Linked DNA regions of Mus musculus: regions 2 and 3 are each linked to region 1. A link is a contact called in public promoter capture Hi-C data. All regions are on one chromosome and are shown on one strand. Each heading gives the region's core, a stretch centred on a gene start, on an enhancer-like site or on the middle of the called end of the contact. The rest is flanking DNA. Distances are from core to core; before and after follow the strand shown. Region 1 holds the start of Cstf3 (cleavage stimulation factor, 3' pre-RNA, subunit 3). Region 2 holds the start of Traf6 (TNF receptor-associated factor 6). Region 3 holds the start of Commd9 (COMM domain containing 9).

Region 1 (2,921 bases), core at 138-2,637:
TAACTTGATCATGATTTGGGTTGGTGGTCTTTCTCCTTGCATCTGTGACATTAACAATAACCTCTTTAAATGTTTTGATGAATACACGCACGCATAGGCGTGCACACACACATGCACACATATATACACATAAGCTATTTTATATTTCTGGCTTAATTTTGTGGCTATTTTTAGATTTATATATTTATCTTGTGAGTGCCTGTGTGTTTGTAAGTGCAGGAGTTTGCAAGCCATAGTGCATGTGTGGAGGTCAAGGAATAACTTCCTGGAGTCGGTTCTATCCTGTCAACTCATTGGATGCCAGGATCAAACTCAAGTTTTTTGGCCATCACGGCAAGCACCTCCACTCTTTGAACCATCCTGGCTCATTGTGGATATTTTTCTAAGTCAGTCACATCAGCAACAGTTTAAAAGAGTAACGCCCCATTGAGGGAGACTTCTGAAATATTCAGACTCCATTATCAAATGTTGCAGTGACTCAATATATGTACATTTGATTCATGCATCTATTTGCTTAAAAAGATATATGCATCTCATTGTATGGCCCTCGTCCGTGGGCTCTACACACCAGGCTGCCCTCAGAGATCCATCCAGCCTCTGTCTCCCGAGTACTGTGATTAAAGACTTGTGCCACCACCGCTCAATAACCTCCTGGTTACTCGTAAGCCAAATAAGAGCTTTTACCTTTTAAGTTAAATCTTAGCTGCTGTTGCTATTCCTATCTTTAGGCAAGGAAACAGAGACGCAGATAATGCAAATTGCCCAGTCTACTCCTCTATAGTAGGTGAGAAGTCTGGATGCAAAGCAACATTCCTTCGCCACTATCAACGCAATTTTGCAGATAAGAGATCGTGGTGAGACGCTAAACTAAAATCCCCGGTCTAATAGTGAACGGTGACAGCAAAAGTAAAAAAAAAAAAACAAAAAACAAAAAAACAAAAAAACAAAAAAACAAAAAACAGACTTGATGTGTTCCTCTCCTCCCCAAGAAAAGAAAACGTACAGAACGCGTTAGTAGACTCCTTATTCCCGAAACACGAGAGGTATTCACTAACTCTCAACGCTATTCCCTAAAATGGTCAGTTTGCCTGTACAGAGCGGATTGGCAGTCAGGCTTCAGCAGGGAGGAGCTCGGCTCTGCAACTCAGTCGTGAAATTCCAAGAAGCGCGGGAGCTCCCAGGCCAATCGGGTGGATCTTTCCGGCCGGCCTCGGAAATCTGGACAGCGGCGTCATCAGTTCCGGGCGTGACGTTAGCTCACGCACTGAGCCCGCCCTCTGGGAGCGCTCTGCGCTTGTGCACCTCCAATAATCCGGGAGTTAAGCCTCAGCCCCGCCCACTGTCCCGGAAGTGAATACGGAAGCGCCTCACACCCCCTCTGCCGGCTGGGGCGCAGCCATTTTAATTCAAATCTGAGTGGGCGGCGGCGGCGGCGGCGGCGGCAGCGGATTTGGCGGCGGCTTTGGCTCTGAGGGACAGGGGTAGTGTTCCTGGTTTTGGTGGGGTTTGCCTTTAGTTTAATTTTCCTTTTCTAGCTTCCCTTTGCCGGCTGGTGCGTACGTTGTAGTCCCCCGAGGCCATGTCAGGAGACGCAGCCGCGGAGCAGGTGAGGAACGGGAGCGGTGGGGCCTCGTGGCGACCTCTTCTCTCTCTAGCCCTGTGGGTGCGAGCACCCCGTTCGCGTGAGCAAGGGCCCTGAAGAGCTAGTGAGCCCGGGGATCGGGAGCGCATCCCCCGAAGTCTCCCAGGTTTGGGCTTCTCTGTGGCGTTCGTACGAATAAGTATGGGACTTAGACAATGGCAGAGACGTCGCTTCGCCCTGGCCATTGCAGTTTCTTCGGTCGGGACGGTGTATTTCATACCACTTTAGTGTTCCGGTAGTCCCAGATTGTTCTAACGTGTATCTGCGCTGGCAGTGTTTTCCTCGTCTGCCCCCCAGTCCTCTGTCCCCAGAAATAACGAAATCAGTCTGGAAAATTCGGCCCCCGAGAGAGCGAAGGTAAAAAGAGCCACGGCTCTTCCGAGCTTTGGGGGAATTTTGTGGATTCGCTTTCTTCCCCTCTCGTTTAGGAACACTTTATTTTTGCTTTTACGACCACGCAAACATTGCAGAATTTGGTAAACTGAAAACTCGAAATGTGCTTTAGTCACTGTAGGCACCATCTGTTTGGATGGTTAGATATGAATGATACATAAGTATTTTACAAATGGGACTTTTAGATAGGAGATCTCACCCTTTTGCTGTTTGGCTGTTTGTTTGTTTTGGATAGGTTTTCACAGTGTAGCCCTGACTAGGCAGGACCTTCTGACAGGATTGCTTCCTTGGCCTCCAGGCGTCCATCTCCATGTTTGGTTCTTTTGCTCTTTTATATCCTAAATTTTGTAGGCTAGTGTTTGGCTTTTACTGTAAAAAACAAAACTGAGTTTTTGAAAGGTGTGTGTTTTGATCTTGATCCACGTATATTTAGTTTTAAAAGAAAACAAAGTCCTAAATTTCTTATTGCTATAGCAATGAAATACGCTTGTATTTTTATTTCTTTTCTTTTTCCCAAATCCCCAGCTAATAAAATAGAAATTATTGGAGGTTGACAGATGAGGTAAAATAGGACTGTATGTTAATGAAGTGTAGGCAAATTAGAACTTAATTACTTTGGTGACTGAAACGCTTGAGGACCAATTTAATTCCAAGTCTTGGCAGTGCTTTTGCATTTTATCTAAAGTCAGGGTGCCCACGAATGCAGTGTCTTTGAACTATTTTTCTAAAACTGTTTATTTTACTCTACTCTTACCGGGCTGGCATTTTTATTTTCTGAAAGTGAAGGAGTGGTGTTGAGGTTTCATTGGATGTGTCTGAAATTCACTGTTTTATATAAATTTGTAAAGACAAAAATTTGCCATGCTTTTGTTTTAGAACTATGCGG
Region 2 (2,921 bases), core at 122-2,621, 2.9 Mb before region 1:
AGAGGCAGGCGGATTTCTGAGTTCGAGGCCAGCCTGGTCTACAAAGTGAGTTCCAGGACAGCCAAGGCTACACAGAGAAACCCTGTGTTAAAAAACCAACCAACCAACAAACAAACAAACAAACAAAAACAAAAAGAAATAAACACAGAACACCTGATCTTTTTGAAAGCCTCTTGCTAAGTTCTCCCACATCAATTTTTTTTATTAGTTCACCTTGACAACAGTGTGTAAGGTACCACCCATGATGTAAACCTGTTCTATGATTTAGGAAGTGGAAGCTTGTAATGTCTGTCACGTGACTAACTTGCTCCAGAGGTCACACTAATAAATGAAGGAAATCCAATGCCCTGCCTTTTCTTTTCTCTGTGCCTCTCTCTCTCTCTTTTTTGTAGTGTGCGCATGTGTGTGTGTGTGTATGTGTATGTACGTGCACTTGCACACATGTGCATTATGTGCATGCCATTGTGTGCACTTGTAGTTCAGAGGACAACTTTTGGCAATAGGTTCTCTTCTACGGTGTAGGTTCTGGAGTTCCAGCGCATATCGTCAGGACTAAAGTCATGTTTCTTTACCCGCTGAGACATCTCACTGGTCCTTTACCCACCACTGACTTTGTAAGATGATCCCTTTTTGCATACCTCAGGAGTTTACTTATATAAGTGGAGGGGACAGCTATACGCAGAGTATTGCAATTCAACTTGCTTCCTTCTACTTCTTAAACTGCGTGATGAGCACACAGAAGCCTGGGTGTAGCTTTTTATACTCTTCATGCCTTAAACATTTCAAAGCACTTTTTAAAGGGGATAGAGGAAGAATTGAGTTTGAGTTGTACTAGATTCTTATGTTTGAAAGAATCCTTCTACTAAGATGTCAGCAAAAGATAGTATTATTGATATTTACTGCACATATTATTTCCTAGATGATTTTAAATAACTTATTTACATGTATCTACTTACCTTACCTAACAGCCTTAATACACAATAATACCTTTCATATCAGATGGAGAAGATGAGTCAAATTTTCAGATGAGGGTGAAAATCTTTTGGGCATCTATTGCATTGTGCCAGTTACAATCCGTAGATATTTGCATCCAGTTAAACTGAGAACTCAAAATAGCTCTCCCGTGACAATGTTGGAGAATGGGATCATGCAGATGGCAGCAATTGTGAAGAAATGTTTCATGCATGAGACGACTGTTTTGCACTGGTCCGAGGAAGGGCTACGTGATTAATGTAAGGTTCTGCCTATTGAGAAAACTTCTTTGCGAGGAAGGGCGGGGTAAGGCTTCAGCGTGGAGGACCACAGACAGGGGGCGGCCTCTCCCGCGGGGCCTCTTTGTCCCGGGGCGCGCTCCCCTCCCCTTGCTGCTCCTAGCGAGCTGAGAAGGCGGAAGCAGCGGCGGCCGCGGCTGGGGCTGAGGCTCCGGCCGTCGGCGGACGCAGCAGCCGCGGCCCACGAGCCGGGAGTTTGGCGTCGGAGCCACTTGGTCTCGGAGTGCCGTGTATGTAGGCGACGCGGCGCAGCCCGGGGAAGCCTTCCCAGTTGGTTGTGAAGTCTCAGCGTGTACGATCGGTGAGTGAGCGGCTTCGAACTAGAGTTCCGGCGGCCGCGGGCCCGGGAGAGTCACCCCCGGTTCCCCACGGGACAGGGACCTGTCGCCGCGAGCCCTCGCTTCCCACAGATAGGACTGGCCATCTCCACGTCCTCCCTCGGGTCCGGGACTCCGCCCCCTTGCCCCCTCTCGTCTGGGTAGCCCTGGGACCCCCTGTCTCAGCACAAAGCCACCTCTGTCCCTGTCGCCTGACAGGTGCAGGATGCGCCCACAGTCCTCCCACGAGCCGGAGGAGCCCTCTGTGCCCTCCCCGGGACTGCGGGTCTCCCCTGCTCTAGCCCCACAGGTCCTGAACCCGCCCCTGGTTTAGGAGCCTCTCCTGGCGTTTCTGTCGCCTTCCGGCACACGGCATCCCTCTCCCCAGCCCCTCTCTTCCTCACCTGGTGTTTTCCCCTGTCCGGGGAAGGAAATCGCCTGCTGGGTTTTCCCGTCCCTTCCAGCTTAAATTAAGAAAAGAAAAGAAAAGAAAAGAAAAGAAAAGAAAAGAAAAGAAGAAAAGAGAAAATCCCTTCAAACTCCCAGAGTGCAGGGGAAAACTTTTTGTGTGCCCTTTTAAATTCGAGAGCGGTTCTAACCTAAGCAGCAAGTTTAAAAAAAAAAAAAGTACGCTGACACCAATGTTCCCCTCCCCACCCCTGCGCTCTCTCGATTGTTCCAGACGCCGTGTTGCTAAAGCTGTTCCTAGTATTTGGCTTCAGGGGAACTCCGGATGAGACTTAGACTGTCTTTGTGTGTGAACAGAAAGCACCTAACGCTTGGATGTATAGGATTAGCTTGTTTTCTGAGAGCAGTCCGCTAGCCTGTGACAGACGTCTAGAAACGAGAACAATTTGTCACAGCCGAAGTATTATATTGGCTTTGAGACTTGAGCTGCTGGCCTTTCATACCTCCTTTGAGGATGCCGGGGTGGGGAGAGCTCTTTTTGGTTTTTGAAATGGAGGGTAAAGAGGTGTCATGTGACTCGAGGAAAGTGTTTGAACCAGTGGCTTAGCCACATGATAGATACAAGAATCATATTTGAGTTTCAGCCTTGATGCCCTGTATATACTATTTCAGTATTATAGCCCTGTTTTACTTGATATCTGCTCCTCATCAGTTTTAGTCACTTGACTTGTATAAAAGAGGGTCCAAAATTCTTGGGTTTTAGAGATGCGAACAATCTTCGAGTAAGGAAAAGATCCTTGAATTTGAGTTCAAAGGTAAATTACATCAATCGAATGTTTGTATTATTTCTTAACCATTGTAACACATTTTCGGATCTTTGTATTTTAAGAATGGATTTTTAAGGATTTGGTAAATGGTTGCTGTT
Region 3 (2,921 bases), core at 223-2,722, 2.7 Mb before region 1:
GAAGTTGGAGTCACTCCCCATCTTGCAGTTGAAGTAGATACAGTACCCAGCAAAGAGGGCAAGTGCCAGGGGAAATGGCTGCTTTGGCTGTCATCATTGCCCCATCTGGATGTCAGCTTTCCCTAGTAGCTGGCAAACAGTAGTTAGTACCTCATTCTGGAAGCTCACAGCCTGCAGCCACTTTGAATCAAGACATGGAAAGGCTACACCTAAAGACTTATACAATATTTCAAAGCCAGAAAGCCTGGGATGGCTCAGTTGAGTTGTTATGCTTTCAATTTCTCAAGTGCATTGGTTACTGGTGTGTCACTGTGACAGGAACTAGATGGAAACAACTTAGAGGAGGAAGATTTATTCTGGTTCATGGTTTCAGAAGTTGTAGTCCAACATGGCAGAGCAGGGTGGCAATAATGTACAGCCAAGACTTCTTACACAGCAGCAGACAAGACACCATGCAATCAGGCCAGAACCAGAAGCAGCATAACCCCCAAAGGCCTGCCACTAGAGACCTTCACTAGCAAGGTCCCAGATCCTAAGGGTTCTAACATTCAGCAGTCCCACAAAGCTAGGGTCCAAGTGACCACAGGATGAACCTGCAAAACAGATTTCAGACTCAACCCATAGCAAGGTTGTAGTTAAGCCTTTGACCCAGCGACTGCCACTTTCAGACTCTCTGAAGACTGGAGGGTCTGCCTCTGAGGAAGGTGTTGGCAGGTCTTGCTGCATGACCCTCAACACTCAGTTTTAAGGGAAAGAATGCAGACAGAAGAGACCGTGCCGGAGGTGCACAGAGCTAAGATAGTCAATATCTTCACACGCCTTCTTCCTTTCTAACCCCTTTCCTAATCAGCTGCCCTTCAAACCAGACCTCTTCTTGGACCACAGGAAAGTTACTAAGAACCCTAAGTGACTTAGCTTGACTGTCTGGATAAGGCTAGTTACAAAGGCTCCTATCTCTCCACAAACAGAGAAGAAACTATATGCCTTGAAGCGTTGTTTTTTGTTTTTTGTTTTTTTTGTTTTGTTTTGTTTTTAGGGAGTACTGCAGGCATGTGAGCGTGTGTGTGTGTGTGTGTGTGTGTGTGTGTGTGAATTCCAAGAATTCAAATAGGCAAAGCTTCATTTAAATCCAGATGGTGAGTAGGCCGATCTCTTCTGGGCATCTAAGTTGCCAAGGTGTCTGCCAAGTCTGCAGGTGCATTCACCAGATCAGCCAGCCTACCCAGAGGGGCAAAGGCAAAACCAGTTTCCCTGACCTAGGATGTCCAGCCAGTTGTTCCCTGGAAATCATTCTATATCCGAGTTCTCTCAGTATCTCAGCCCTCTGGTCTTTGAGCTTAGTCATACAGGAGGAAGACTTCCTGGTTCTTTGCACGCCGTTCCCGCCAGCCACGGTGAAGAACTACAACTCCCAGCATGTCCTGCGAGGGGTCACGAGGCACGCTCCGCTTGCTCCGGCTGTCACGTGACTCCAGAAAGATGGCGGCCTTGACAGCAGAGCATTTCGTGGCGCTCCAGAGCCTACTGAAGGTATCTTGAAGGGGTGGGGACGCGTGCGGCCACCGTCTTAGGGTCTGGGACTTGGTGCAAAGCAAGAATTGGGAATAAACCGGCCCTGACTTGGAGCATTGTCCCACTCCCACCCTACCCGCCGCGCGTCAGTGCTTCTTTGTGTGACCCTGAGAAAATCGTTCAGCCTTTCTGAGCTTTTAAACAGGAGCAACAAAATTAATCACGCCCAGATATTAAGGTGGAAGTAAAAATCAGATAGTCGATGTAAATACACCCAAGAATTAGTGACCACGAGTGGTTTTATAGATTGGAGCACTTGGGTGACAGTCACCAGTTCCCATTTCATCCCAGTCTTTACGCCTCTCTCAGGGAAATTCTCTCCTTCTTGTCACCCTAGTACTTCTAGGGACGTCATAAAGTTTGAGTTACTCCTTAGAAGGGTGGCTTTGCATTCCCTCTTAGGACTTATTACTAGTGTGCACACACCATGGATGTCTTTGTGTTCTCTTCTGAGGAACATGATTTCTGTTTCTTCTTGTTTTCCTTTCTTCTCTCTTATCCAGTTGAAGATCAGAAATGATCCTCGTGACACTGTCATTATAAGTCACACATATAATGCCCTTTCCGTTATCCATCTTCCTAGTGTGCATTTGCTCAGTCCACTCCTGAGCACTTTGACTTCATTGTTCACAAGCCTATGCCAACAAGAACAAGACCTGGCACCCAGTATGTGCCGAAGAAATAGCTATGAAGGGCTTTAGTATAGTGGAGCTGTGACTAGGATCCAAGAGTTCTCCTTAGCAGCTTTTTCTCTTCCTTGTGGTTGATTTAAGCCATTCCTTTTCCATGCTTGCTTGTCTTGGGACATTTTCTTTTCCTTGGTAAGTTTTGGAAAATAACATATAGCATACTGAAATCATTAGTAATTCCCTTAATGACTACACACTCATGTAGCCAACACCAGACCACAGACTGAGACACCAGTACCCCCAGTGCCTCCCTGGTTACTTACTTCACTTGCCTTCCCAACAGTGCATAGCTTCGGACACCATGTACTATTACTCAGTCTCTGAACTCCACAGAAATGGAACACTTCTTCATATCAGTGTTCACATCTGGCTTCCAGTCATGATTGTAGCAATAGCTCATTTTCACTGCTCTATTGTTTAAATACACTTTATTAAAAGCTAACTATAATATCTCCTGTAGTTGTGGGAAATAATGCAGAGAGATTTTTGTCCCATGTTCCTTAATGGTGACTTCCTGGATATCTACAGAACAATATCACAGTTGGGGTATTTACATTGATCCAGTAAAGCTCCAAGGCATAGCTATCTATGTAAGACCCCTGGGTTGACATCTTACAGCCAAGCTCACTTGCAGTTGGCCTCCAGAATTCCTTGACACTT

What was found. Capture Hi-C pulls out chosen DNA fragments and counts their contacts.
Region 2: a promoter capture Hi-C map of liver shows a contact between it and region 1, with 5 times the contacts expected there. The contact joins the promoter of Traf6 here to the promoter of Cstf3 in region 1. A contact is called at or near these places in 1 of 39 promoter capture datasets (pre-B cells) and 2 of 9 other capture datasets (adipose tissue and liver).
Region 3: a promoter capture Hi-C map of liver shows a contact between it and region 1, with 4 times the contacts expected there. The contact joins the promoter of Commd9 here to the promoter of Cstf3 in region 1. A contact is called at or near these places in 1 of 39 promoter capture datasets (neutrophils) and 1 of 9 other capture datasets (liver).

Annotation. Positions count from the first base shown.
Region 1 is chr2:104,589,097-104,592,017 of GRCm38.p6, forward strand. It overlaps Cstf3 (cleavage stimulation factor, 3' pre-RNA, subunit 3), which reads left to right and starts at 1,388. Exons shown (of 21, transcript NM_145529.3): 1 at 1,388-1,606. The coding sequence starts at 1,580.
Region 2 is chr2:101,677,049-101,679,969 of GRCm38.p6, forward strand. Traf6 (TNF receptor-associated factor 6) reads left to right here and starts at 1,372. Exons shown (of 7, transcript NM_001303273.1): 1 at 1,372-1,572.
Region 3 is chr2:101,884,790-101,887,710 of GRCm38.p6, forward strand. It overlaps Commd9 (COMM domain containing 9), which reads left to right and starts at 1,473. Exons shown (of 6, transcript NM_029635.3): 1 at 1,473-1,530. The coding sequence starts at 1,480.